Linked DNA regions of Anser cygnoides: region 1 is linked to region 2. Evidence: chromatin contacts called from public Hi-C data. All regions are on one chromosome and are shown on one strand. Each heading gives the region's core, a stretch centred on a gene start, on an enhancer-like site or on the middle of the called end of the contact. The rest is flanking DNA. Distances are from core to core; before and after follow the strand shown. Region 1 overlaps CDCP1 (CUB domain containing protein 1). Region 2 overlaps LARS2 (leucyl-tRNA synthetase 2, mitochondrial).

Evidence for each region. Hi-C and Micro-C count contacts between places; a contact is called where the count stands out from the background.
Region 1: a contact with region 2 is called in a Hi-C map of liver, with 2.3 times the contacts expected there. The contact joins two enhancer-like sites. A contact is called at or near these places in 2 of 7 Hi-C or Micro-C datasets (both in liver).

What each region holds. Positions count from the first base shown.
Region 1 is chr2:47,091,576-47,097,738 of Taihu_goose_T2T_genome, forward strand. It overlaps CDCP1 (CUB domain containing protein 1), which reads left to right. Exons shown (of 9, transcript XM_048075865.2): 5 at 3,501-3,728; 6 at 4,486-4,866; 7 at 5,325-5,690. Among named protein-coding and RNA genes, the nearest start is that of CDCP1, 21 kb to the left of the region's middle. Within about 2 kb of position 1,471, at least 2 of the 3 cell types and tissues checked have open chromatin away from gene starts, as enhancers often do. A contact at or near this core is called in liver, where this site is marked.
Region 2 is chr2:46,871,311-46,877,152 of Taihu_goose_T2T_genome, forward strand. LARS2 (leucyl-tRNA synthetase 2, mitochondrial) reads right to left here. Exons shown (of 21, transcript XM_066992003.1): 21 at 3,553-5,842. Among named protein-coding and RNA genes, the nearest start is that of LIMD1, 6.3 kb to the left of the region's middle. Within about 2 kb of position 4,546, at least 2 of the 3 cell types and tissues checked have open chromatin away from gene starts, as enhancers often do. A contact at or near this core is called in liver, where this site is marked.

The DNA of each region.
Region 1 (6,163 bases), core at 221-2,720, 220 kb after region 2:
GGCATTGATCAGAAAGCCAGATCAGTGTGTTTCAAAGCAGATGAAATAATGTATCACTGATGAGATCTACCTCTGCTGCGTGAACATAGGTGTTGCTCACAAGAACATCAGGCCTAGGTGTACAAAGGAAGGATCCAGTATTAGACTGGAAACTCAGGAAGTCAAAGTCCAATTGAATGGACTTGATGGGACACTGAAGCACTTGGTGCTGTAGCTTCCCTTCCAGGGAGAAGTGCTCCTGAGGAGAGCAGAGAAGCTGCATTAGCACTCTGAGGTTTATCAGCCTCAACAAACATCAGCGTATTTATTGTTTTATGGATTACCGAGTACCATAGCTCAGGTTCGCTGTCTGAGGTCCAAAAAAAATTGTGAGATTATAAGTAAGGTGGCTGTCAAAAAGATGCACCCACGTCCCCCTGCTTTCATGTTTCTGCCTCCCTTCTTGCACTAGAACTTATGAGCCTGACTGAAGGGAAGATTCACGATGTGTGTTTGTCCTGCTAGGTTGGCTCCTCTGGATGTGCCCTCCATCTAGTTTATCAGGAAGACGCACAGCAGACAGTGCCAGCCCAAGGCAAGGGTTGGAAGGCATAGCTGAGAATGGGGGAAGGACAGACAGAAACAGGTCTTCTGGCTGTGGTGTTCTTTTGGCTCAGCTTAAATCCAGCACAGAAACAAGTTGGATGCAGCGAATCCAATGGTGACTGAAAATCAAACATTGTGAGGTCTCTGCTCAGGACATTAGTTAGTCTGAAATAACATAAAGATCTGATGATTTCTGCTTTCCTGAGTTCAAGAAATGTTTGGACAATGCTTTCAGAAATATGGTTTGATTTTTGGGTGGTTCTTTGTGGAGCCGGGAGCTGGACTCGATGATCCTTGTGGGTCCCTTCCAACTCGGGATATTCCATGAGTCCATTCCATGAGGCTCATGGAAGACGATATGAAATGGTTGTGGTTTTTCAGGTAGACTGGAGTAGAGGTGGTTTGCGTCTGTCATCTCGGATATCACAGGCTCACAGAACGGCTCAGGTTGGCAGAGATCTCTGGAGATCATCTAGTCCAGCTCCTTGCTGCCTACTAGAACAGGTTGTCCAGGACTGTGTCTGGTCGGCTTTTGAGTATCTTCTTAAACAAGGGCTCTTACAACCTGTCTGAGAAGTCTGTTCCAGTGTCTGAACATGCACATGTTCATTTTTTTCTTATGTTTAAGTGGAACTTCTTGTATTTCTGTTTGTTCTCACTGTCTCTTACCCTCTAACCGAGTCTGGCTGCACGTTGTTTGCATGTGTACATGCATGTCCTCCTGAGCCTCCTTTTCTTCAGGCTACATAGTCCCGGCTCTCTCCATCTCTTCTCCTATGACAGATACTTCAATCCCTTAAGCATCGTCGTGGCTCTTTGCTGGCCTTACTCCAGTACATACATGTCTCTCCTGTACTGGGGAGCCCAGAACCTGACCCAGCACTCCAGGTGTCTCACCAGTGATTTGGCAGAGGGGGTCTCACCTCTCTCCACTTGCTCTGTTTTCTTTCTAGCACGGCCTAGGAGGCTGTTGGCTGTCTTTGCCACACCGACACACTGCTGGCTTGTATTCCACTTGATGTCCACCAGGACCCCCAGGTCTTTCTGTGAAGCTGCTTTCCAGCTGGTCTGCCCTGAGTCCTCCTGCTTGTGCTAACTTGTTGTGAGGGTACGCTCTGTCCTCTCGTCAGTCAGTAAGGAAAATATTAGGCAGCTTTGGCCTCAGTGTCAACCCCTAGGGTAGACCGCTAATGACTGTCCTCCAGATGGACTTTGAGCTGCTGATCACAAGCCTTTTGAGGTCAGCAGTTGAGCCAGTTTGTGTACACCTCGCTGCCCACTTAACTAGCGTATACTTATCAGTGTGTCTGAGAGGGCGTTACAGAAGATGGTCTCAAAAGCCTTGCTAAAATTGATTTGAACAGCACCCACTGCTCTTGCCTCACCTTAAGCCAGCCCTGTCATTCTAGAGGGGTGTCAGATTTTTCAAGCATGTTTTTCCCTTCATAAATGCTTGCTGACCTAATCCTGATCACCTTCTAGTCCTTCATGTGCTTGGAAGTGGTTTCCAGGGTTCTGTCCTGTTGCCTTCCTGGGGTTTGTGATGAAAATATCAAGGCACTTTCTGAGTTTACTTTCTGAGCTTTTGGGAGCACAGCCAAATACATCCCTAGAGTATTTGCTGTCCTGTAAAGGATCAACATCCTGCTATTAACTGATTTTAAGATCTGTGGAGAATGTTCCCCATAAATGTCCTATACTCCCAGGTGTTTGAGAAGCTTCTTAAATGCCTGGGGACATGCCTCCTTAAGGAGATCTTTCCAAGCTGATCAAGAGAGGCTGTCAGGGATGATGTTTGCTGTGTGAACGTGGGCACTCTGAGCTACTTGGGTACCTTGGATCCAGCGAGCTCGGATGGTATTGCAGGGCTTCCTGCATGATCTCATGTGTGGTGGTGTATGGGGAACAGGGGTGGATTGCAAGAGGGCTGGTGACTAGAATCGAGGAAGGGGACGGCATTCTTTACTTTTCATGGTTAGCTCTGCTAGCTCGTAGGTTTGCTTTTTACAGCTAGTCAGAAAATATTTCTGGAAGATCACTGTTGGGCAGTTAAATGGAAGGGCAGTGGGGTAGATCAGTCATGCCACTGAGGGAAACCAAACCGTCTGTCAAGGCTTGATCCTTAGCCTTCCTGCCAGCACAGAGACAGACTTTGTTAATTTGAGGCATCTCTGTGTGTTTTTAACTGCCAAACAGAAAAAGGCTTTGGGGAAGTGTCTTTGAAAGCTCCAGTGACCTTCGTAATGACCATCAGCACTTTTGATGAAGTAGAATACTTGACAGTTTTTTCCCTTTTGAACCATATTGGCACTTGTTTAAATTAGCTTAATCTTTAACTTGACTGTGGACAACCAGATGTACAAATCGCTGTTTTTGGACAATTTTCTTCAGCTTTGCTCTAAAAAAAATTAAATACCGCTCCACCCACACCTCCAGGAAAAAAAAAAAAGTTATCGGAGGTGGAAATCTTGCATTAAATTCAGAATTTGAGAACTGGGAAACTTTTTTCTGATCAGCTGTTGTGTCACCAGTAAAACTGACTCTGAAAGGAATACAAGGAACCTATCACGGAAAACAAATCTAACGTAGTCAGCTGAGCTCCATAGTGAACTATTTGCATTGTAACCTAACCTGTTCAAAAGGGATTAGCATACGTTATCGTGTTACGGCTGAAAAGTGGTAGGGAAGTGGGGTTTGTGTGTGGAAGGGCTCAAACTTCTCAATTAGAAGAGTAATATGATATTATTTGAGTTTGTATTACACTAGTGGGAAAAAGTAAATAATGTTTTCTTAGCTAATGTAGAAATAGCTTTAACATCTGCTTGTCTAATGGGGTGAGAAGAGATGGAGGAAATTCTGCTTCACACCACGCTTCTTGCCAGTAATTGCTCTGAGATGTTTGTTTTTCGTTGCAGATGTCACCCATTTGGTTGACCTCAGCAAGGAGCGGAATATGACTGTAACGATACACTTTGAAGGCTGGCCCAGTCGAGTCCCGCTCATGTCTGAACCGATATGCCTGATCTGCAAGGATCCTCGCACCTGTGACCGTGTTCTGACGCTGGTCTCTGGCGCCATCTACAAGATCTCCTTTCTGTGCAAGGACTTGTCCCACCTGAGGATCACAGCTGAAAAGGGCATAAGTATGACACAAGTGGCTCAATGTTGTTTCCTAGAAAATGCTTCCGCCTGCTTTTCCACAGCGGTCAGCCAAACCTTGTCTCTCTTGCTTTAAATAGTGGGTGGATGGAAATTTGGCTTTGAACAGCTGGGGGATGGTACAACGAATCTGGAGATGACCTTATTGGTCACTGCAGCATCCTACCTTTTAAAAATAGAAACTGCATAACTATTCCTAGAAGGGAAATGACAAAAGGCAGAGAAGAATATTCTTACTGAAAACTGCAAAATATGGAAACAGAACAGGAGAGCCATAAATCTGCCCATGAAAATGTGGGACCAAGGTGGCCATCAGGAATGTGTCTTGTGCCGTTTGCATATCCATTTGGTGCAGAATTTTCACAAATGCTTTCAAATACTAGAAGAAGAGTTTAAAGGTATAGATCTGGACTTTAGTGAGTTGGCAACTGTCTCAATAAGCAGATAGTGTAGCAAAAGTAATTTATTGAGTGAGGAATTTTGCATACGTTTGTATTTGTCAGTTCCATTGATGTCCTGTGTCATTTTAAGGAAAGCTCTTAAACTACAAACCATGCATATTTTGGTAAAGGTTAATAATAGAGGACACCTTCTCAGGTAAATACTTACCTGGATCTGTAACACAAATCTGACAGGACTCTGTATATGTATACTGTAGTACACTAGAAAAATTGCTTTTCCTAGGGATTTCCTCTGCAAGAAAAAGAGAACAACCATTGTGGTTTGTTTTTGTGATTGCAGGCTGTGTAGATCTCCGGTGGTGTCAGAAGAAGATCCATGCCCTTTCGGTGCCCAAGGCTATTACCCAATTGCCAGTTCTGCTGCATAAATTTATTTGGAAGCTCATAGCTCCCGAAGTGATAAATGTAGAAATTACATCTCCGTCCTTGAAACTGCAGCAGCACCTTCCAGAGCAGAGGTGTAACACGAGCTACAGTTACAGCATTGTTAGTGCCACCCCAGAGATGGACTTGAACGTTGGTATATTCTGTCCTGGTGGAGCCATTGAAAAGATACAGCTGAGGAACAATATCACCATATCCTTAAAAACATTTGGTAAAGGTTTTTTCAATGATTCTAATCATCAGGATCTGCAAATGTCTTTTGTGCCACATATTAAAGGTAAATTATTGTTTTGTACATCTTTCCCCATTGTTAGATATTTCAGGACATTTATTAGAACACATTAATACGTAGAAATGATAGTTCAGATCTTTAGAGTCTAGACCTGGAGCTACTGCTTGGACCAGTCTTTATCTGAATCACTGAGGTAGTTTATTGCTGAAAGAAGGGAAGAGCTTTGCGATCCAGATGGTTGGTAGACAGTTGTGGGAAATTCTGCAGATATATCCGTGAGAATTGTGAATACTGATATAGAAGAGATGATAGCTGAGTTGTATTGCTGGTACTGAGATGTAATTTGACAGTAGAAATTTGCTGGTCATGGGTATAAGTGATACTTTTTTGTTATAGAGAAGAGAGCCTAGACAATTTTACATGCTGAAACAGAAAGCTTTTTTAAAAAAAAGGTTTTGAAACTAAATAAGTTTTCATTCCTGTATTCGTTTGCTTTACTACAGATGAGTGTACTTTCACTGTGAGCCCAGATCCAAAAGCTAAAATTTACTTGCAGAGTCCCAACTCACCTTATGGTCTACCTCCTTATGTCTCCATATCCTGGTATGTCATTGTGCCCAGCAAGCAAGTTGCCCGCCTGGGGTTCTCCAAGGACCGCATGGGCATTGCCTGCGAGACGGGGCGTGCCTACGTCAACATAAAGGAACAGACACCTGGGGCAGAGGAAACCGTGCGCCGCGAGGATGAGCTCCTGCCTGAGCCCCGAAATATGCACCACAACTTCTGGGTAAACGTCTCCAACTGTAAACCTGTAGACAAAATGCAACTGACCTTGCAATTCTGGGTGACCTTGGCTGAAAAACAGATAGGTGAGTTCTGGAAGTTTGTTGTGGCTTGCTTTACGCTTGTTTAGTTTCTTTCCGTTGGGGGAGCAATAATGCACACTGCTCTGCATGCCTTGGGTTTTATGAGATGCCTGCTTTCTGAAATGTCTGTCCCATCAAAACCTTTTGGAAGTTACAACAGAGTACTTTTAGGGACTGGGGAGAAAGGAGGGTTTTTAATGCGGTGGAGATTTGACTTTTATAGCTGAGGGGGACTGAGACTCGGTGGTTGGTAGTTTGGTTTTTATTTGCTTGTTTAGTTTTTGTTTTTCTTTCATTTAATATAGCTTTTTGAATGAGAGATCACAGCCAGAAGGTATAGAAAGATCAAGTGATGATTTTTCCCTCCCAAGGTCACAGACCTGGTGAACAGCTTAGAATTTGATTATGCAACCTTATTCATCTAAGTAGTCTTTGCTTAGTGTTAGCAGTGCAGTTACTCTGTTTTCACATGAATA
Region 2 (5,842 bases), core at 3,296-5,795:
CCCTCCTCCTCACCAAAGGATGCAAAGTTCAGCAAGTTAAGGTAAGCTCCTATGCAGCACAGTGGAGACCCAGCCAATGCCTCCTGTGTTTTTTTTTTTTCCTGCGGACTGAGATGAGGCTCTTCAGACCTCTAGGAAACAAACCCTTTGGTGGAACAGAAGTATTTTGGAATGGAGGTATCTATTTTGGAATAGAAGTATCTATTTTCAGCTTTCAAAAAACAAAACAAGGAAGAATCTGTGACTTCGCTCAGATCATGGCCTTTTCCGACTTTCTTTTGTAAGGGTCGTGCATGCATTTTACCATTGCGTTACCTTTTATCTGCGAGCTAACATCTGTGAGTTGATTTACAGTTGGACCTGCAGGAGCTCTCCACCTCTGGGGGAAGCAGCCTTCTTGCTGAACTGACGCGCTGACACTGCTGACCTTCACCAGCTATGTAAAGTACATTTCCTTCCTATGCCAAAGGATAAAATCAGCTGTGTGAAGAACAATGCATGCACAGACAACATGGAAAACGCTGCTGAAGACCTTCAGATACTGAACTGTGAAGCTGCACTTGGCCTCGCTCCAGGCTCCGCACGCATGAGCACACGCTTTGATTGCAGGCTCCCGCGGACAGGAATCGTAGCCAAGCGACTCAAAGGCATCTCGGTGCCTAACGCGCAGTGGTTTCGGTGAATGCTAGGCAGCAAAGTACCTTTGAAGTCTTGTGCTTGTATTTACTCTCTGTGAGATTTGGGCCAGGGATATTCCCAAGCGAAGAGATGATTAACTTGAACTTTCTACCAGAATGGAGACATAACACTACACTGCCTTGCACACCCTTATGCTGTAATTAGATACCGGCCCAAATTTTTACAGTTCCTGTGAGCTTAACAGCCCGTGCCTATTACAGAATTAAGGGGTCTTCAACTGCTGTCATAGTACAAGGCCAAAATGTACGTTCCTACTTGAATTAACTTCATATAAACACTGTCCCTGGGAGAAAAACCATCACTGATTTAATCCACGTTAGTTCCTGTGGGCAGGGCTTACACATTGCAGTGTATTTACTGTCTTCGTTCTGTATTTACTCATGCAAAATAATGCTGATGACTCGCAACAGAGCCACCCTCCACGTGGAAAACGCAGCTGCCTGCAGGATGAAGGCAGGCAGCTCTTTCGGGAGGATGCCCTGCGGGAGAAGGGCTCGGGGCCAACAGAGAGGCACCGAACCCCTGCGGGGAATTTCTGTGCAGCAGAGGAGGTGCTTCCCCTGTCCCGGTAGGGGCAGTTCAGCAGGGTTTTATCCCTCACCAAGAATGAGGGTGTTGGTTTATGAACACTGGGGCCATGCTTGGCTGAGCTCTGAGGGTGGTGCAAAGGGTGATGCTGCATGAAAACCACCCGAGGGATTTCCCCTGCACCCTCACAGGCATCACGCAGGGCATCCTGCAGCACCCAGTGCCCTTTGCTGGCCACAAAGCCTCCACCCGGGGCGCGGGCAGCCCCATCTCAGCGGCAGTGACAGGCAAAGGTGCAGCCCGTGGTGCGTTTTAGCAGGAAAGCAATAAAGGCTTTCAATAAAAGAGCAATTTGTCTGCATCCGCCAGGTGCTTTGTACCAGGAGGACAAGGCTGGCGGGCAAGTAAGAATCAGGCCTCGGCAGTGTTAGAGGAAGCACTGTCTGTCCCTAACACAGCAGTGTGCCCTTTTCTGGAGAGGGAGAGAAAACAGATGATTTTTTTCCCCTTTTTTTTTTTTTGCCTGTGGCAGGTGATCCTGGGCAGGACAGCAGGCAGAAAAGTGGGGCTGCTGGCGGGTGCTGGGCTGCCGAAAGGGACTTTGTCAGGGCGGAGAGCCCAAACCTCAGCCTCCACCTTCAGAAACCCCTACGGGAATGCAGCAGTTTGGAGATATTGTTCCTCCCCACCGCTGCCCCAGGGGCCTCTGCATTCCTCCGGGAGGCCTGCCCTGGCTGCCTCCTCCCGCTTTGCCTCCAAATTTAACCCCAAGGAGCACAGGCAGGGAAGGGCGATGCCACCCTGGTCCTGGTGCAGGGTCCCTCATCCCGAGTTGCTGCTGTGGGGCGAGTGTGGACGCAGCAGTGCCTCTCCTCTGTGCACATGGGGTTAAACCCCAGGGCAGGAGAAATTTTGCGCTGCTGAGGAGGTGCCTGGCCCGGACAAGGAAAGCTGCAGTGGTTCGATATCTATCCTATCCCGGAGGAAAGCCAAAGCCAGTCACCAGGCAACTGGGCCAGCTGCTGCTGCAGCTGCTTTGGGGCAGAGCGCGCTGCCTGCATTTCTCTCTTCCCTTTCTCCAGGTGCCACCAGCGGCGGTGGGTGTGATCCTGGGCCCCCTTTGCTGTCAGTCCACCAGGCCAAACGCCTGCTTTTGGTGGCTTCAGAGTTACACCGAAGTAACGCTTTGGTAGTTTTCCTCTTCACTACCCCTGCCTGAAAGAATATGGAACAATTCGCTTTTCTGTTTTCTGCTAAAAAGAGCCTTCAGCCGGGACAAAAACTCCTCTGGAGAATTTGCCAGCTCCATTTCCTTGCCTCTTTATCAGCGCAGTAATGCAAACAGCACGGTGACCTATTTAACCAACACGCGTGGCCTTTAGTAATCCTGGGCTGGAAGAGCTCTCTGCAAGTGGGACGCCATCCCACAATAATCATCCTGCTGGGCTTTGAGTGGACTCAGCAGACGCAGTCAGTGCATCCACCCGCTCTTCCGTGCATGTCCTGGAAGGATCTCTCTCTGACTAACAGATGGTTTTGAATGCTCTTTCACATGGGAAAATTGCAAAGAACATATTTTTATTGCACCCTTGCTATTTCATCCAGCCACGTGGATCTCCAGGGATGGAGACGTACTTAAGAAAAATATTCATTTCTAAAAGCTTCTGCAGTTTTTTCACAACACTTTCTTGGCTTAGCCCGCCTAGCAAGCATGCCTGTATTTCTGCTTTGCAGCAATTAGTAAGATTTGCTAATTATACTGCTGAGTATTTAAAAAACAATTGATTTTCCTTTGTAGCAGAAAACAGTTTCCTGTTACACCGACTCTCTTAATCTTCATCAGAAACAAATCCAGGCTGCCAATGCCGGCGACGTGTCATGCTGCTTTATTAAACCGCTCTCTTTTCTGCCCTGGCTATTTGTCCTGTGTTTATTATTCCTGACCGGTGCGCCTTGGATCATCTGCAGCTGCTATGACTGCGTGTATTCAGCTTCACACATTGCTGGCACCACGCGTAGCTGTTGGAGAGCAACTCCCATTGCTCAGCAGTTTGCGCGTTTCTCCTGGCAGCAGAAAGTGGGTGTACTAGGAGAACCTTGGACCTTTTACGCTCGCTTTTGGCACATGCAAACAACTACTCAGAGATAAGGAAGTTCGGGGCCTTAGGTCTGACTGCGGTTTCTTCCCTTGCACCCAGCCCAGGGAGCGCAGCCACAGAGCCACTGTTAAGCTCCAGTGGGGCACAGGAGGCAAAAGTCTGAGCTTGCATCTGACTTACACCACGTGTGTGCAAAATCAAGACTTGGGCACTTGTATCCAAGACAGCAAGTACAAAGGCACATGTTTATTTTCATGTAGATGTATAAAGTCTGCTGAGAATTATATTGAAGAAGATCCGGACGGCTCTTAAAAGAACTTTTTAGAATTCTTAGAAGACCCCAAGTGTCCCAGGCTGCATCACAAGCACATGCAGAAAGAATGTGGATATTCAACTGATTATACTTCAGCTTTTTCTGTTTACATGTTCCTTTGCTGAGGGAGCAATTAGGCTCCCTAAAATGGAGTGCAAATTGGCATGGCGCAGGCAGACGAGCATACAAGGAAATGTCCTCCATGTTCAGTATCGCAGGATGTTTTTGATGAGATTACTGTGATCAAAATCTCTCAGGCTTGGGCAATGTTCATGCAACAACAGACACAAGTATTCACTTGACTTTGAGTTTCCAGGCTCTCGTTGCCAACATGGAGGCTTATGGATAGAAGAAAAGCCATCAAGACTTACCTCTGTAACCTTGCTACACGCAGGCAAAAATACTCTGATTCGGAGACACCAACAACTTACAAACCTAGCTAAAACATTTTCTTTCAACTGCTCAAACTCTCTGACTAAACACAGAAGTGGAGCTGATTTTCTATGGAAGATGATGCTGGTTTGCAGCTTGACAGGGCTAAAACCAGATCCGAGCTTGCCCAGAACAGATATGCCCTGCCCAGCGCTTACTTGAGTGAAGAAAGTGCCACAAGACAAAGGTTGTGTGCGACTCTGAGCCTCCTGGGACGGATGGGCTCGGTGAATCGCAGAATGTTTTGTGGTACCGGAAAGTCAGCTCATTCAGGAAAGGGGAAAAAAAATCCCACCTTTCCTCTGCATGTCAAGCAAGATCTCTTTTATCATCTGCACTGCAGCTGAGAGCTCTGATCCTGTTCCCTCCTGCAGAGATAATGCTCCGGTTCAGCTCGCTATGACTGGAACATGCTAAAAACTGCCTCTCATCTGCCGTGCCTGGCTGTCATGCTGCTTCTTTGGGACCTGAATACTGCTTCTATAAATAAATAAATAAATAGTAAACGTGGCTGTAGTTCCAGCAATATTTTTTAAAGTCAAAAGCTGGTGTTACCTGGACTGATACGAATCAGCGAGAATTCACCGTCTGGGTTCTGGTGACATTCCTGCCTTCACATCCAACATTCCTCTTACAGTACAGTCCTTTGATACAAAATTAGCTCAGATCATAATAGGAAGGGACTGAAGGAAAAAATGGAGCAGAAAAAGCACCCAGCAAAAACTGTATGCACTGTTCCAAGTTGGTAAATATACATAAATGAAGCCAATCCCCTCTCTGTAAACTGTAATAAGTATTGCAAAACAGAAAAAAAACAACCTGTGATTTCTCCCTCTGTCCTCATTTATAGCAAAGTTTTCAGAAAAGCCCAATATACTGCAAATTTCCTGAGGAACAAACAACAAGCAGAGTGCTAATTAACATTCTTTCTAGTTCATGTCAGTTGTAAAAAGTTTAGAGCAGAGGCACAGCTTTCTGTGAGGCTTTACGTGAAAAGAAGGGAGACAAAGACGAGAGACTGTATGACCTGCATTATCTGCAGAATTTCTCCCTCCAGAAGAAACAAACAGGCTTTTACAAAGTCAGATTAAAAAAGCCATCATTAACCAGCCGCTAGTTCTGAGGATTTATTTAATCTGGTAAATCACAGAGAGAGATCATGGATTTCATTTTTTTCACCGAATCTCAATTTTGGGATTCTGTTGAAGCGTATGGAAAAATAAATGCTTGTTCAGCAACCCCCCTGCATAGCTTTTTGTTTGGCACACAGGTAGGACACCCTGGCTAGAAGGCTGTTTTAGGTAGTACCCTAAGCTGCTACACTGTTCCTTAACATTCCTTAATAGAAATTGTTCCTTAATAAAATGCCCCACTGCCGTGCTGCAAAGCAGCACCAACACACAAATGCCATCTCAGTCACCGGAGACGACTATGAAACACTCCTGCCTAATAACACATCTTCCTACGCAGCAGTGTCTTCCAACATACTGTGCTGCCCCCATCACCCCAGGATCCCATGGGATCCTTCTCATGAAGTCAACAGTGTTGGAAAAAATACTTGGTGGCCTTTCTGGAATTTGCTAATTTTTCTAAGGTTGATGTTTGAGGGCAAATTTTCCAAAATTTTGGAAATTCAGTTATATGAATGATATGGGTAGATTGGGTGTGCCAATAATTCTATTTTTAAGTTTACATTCCTTAAAAATAGAAATCTGATATAGACTGGGTCTATATGACCAGTCTTCTATCACAGTGAGTAACAGGATGCAGA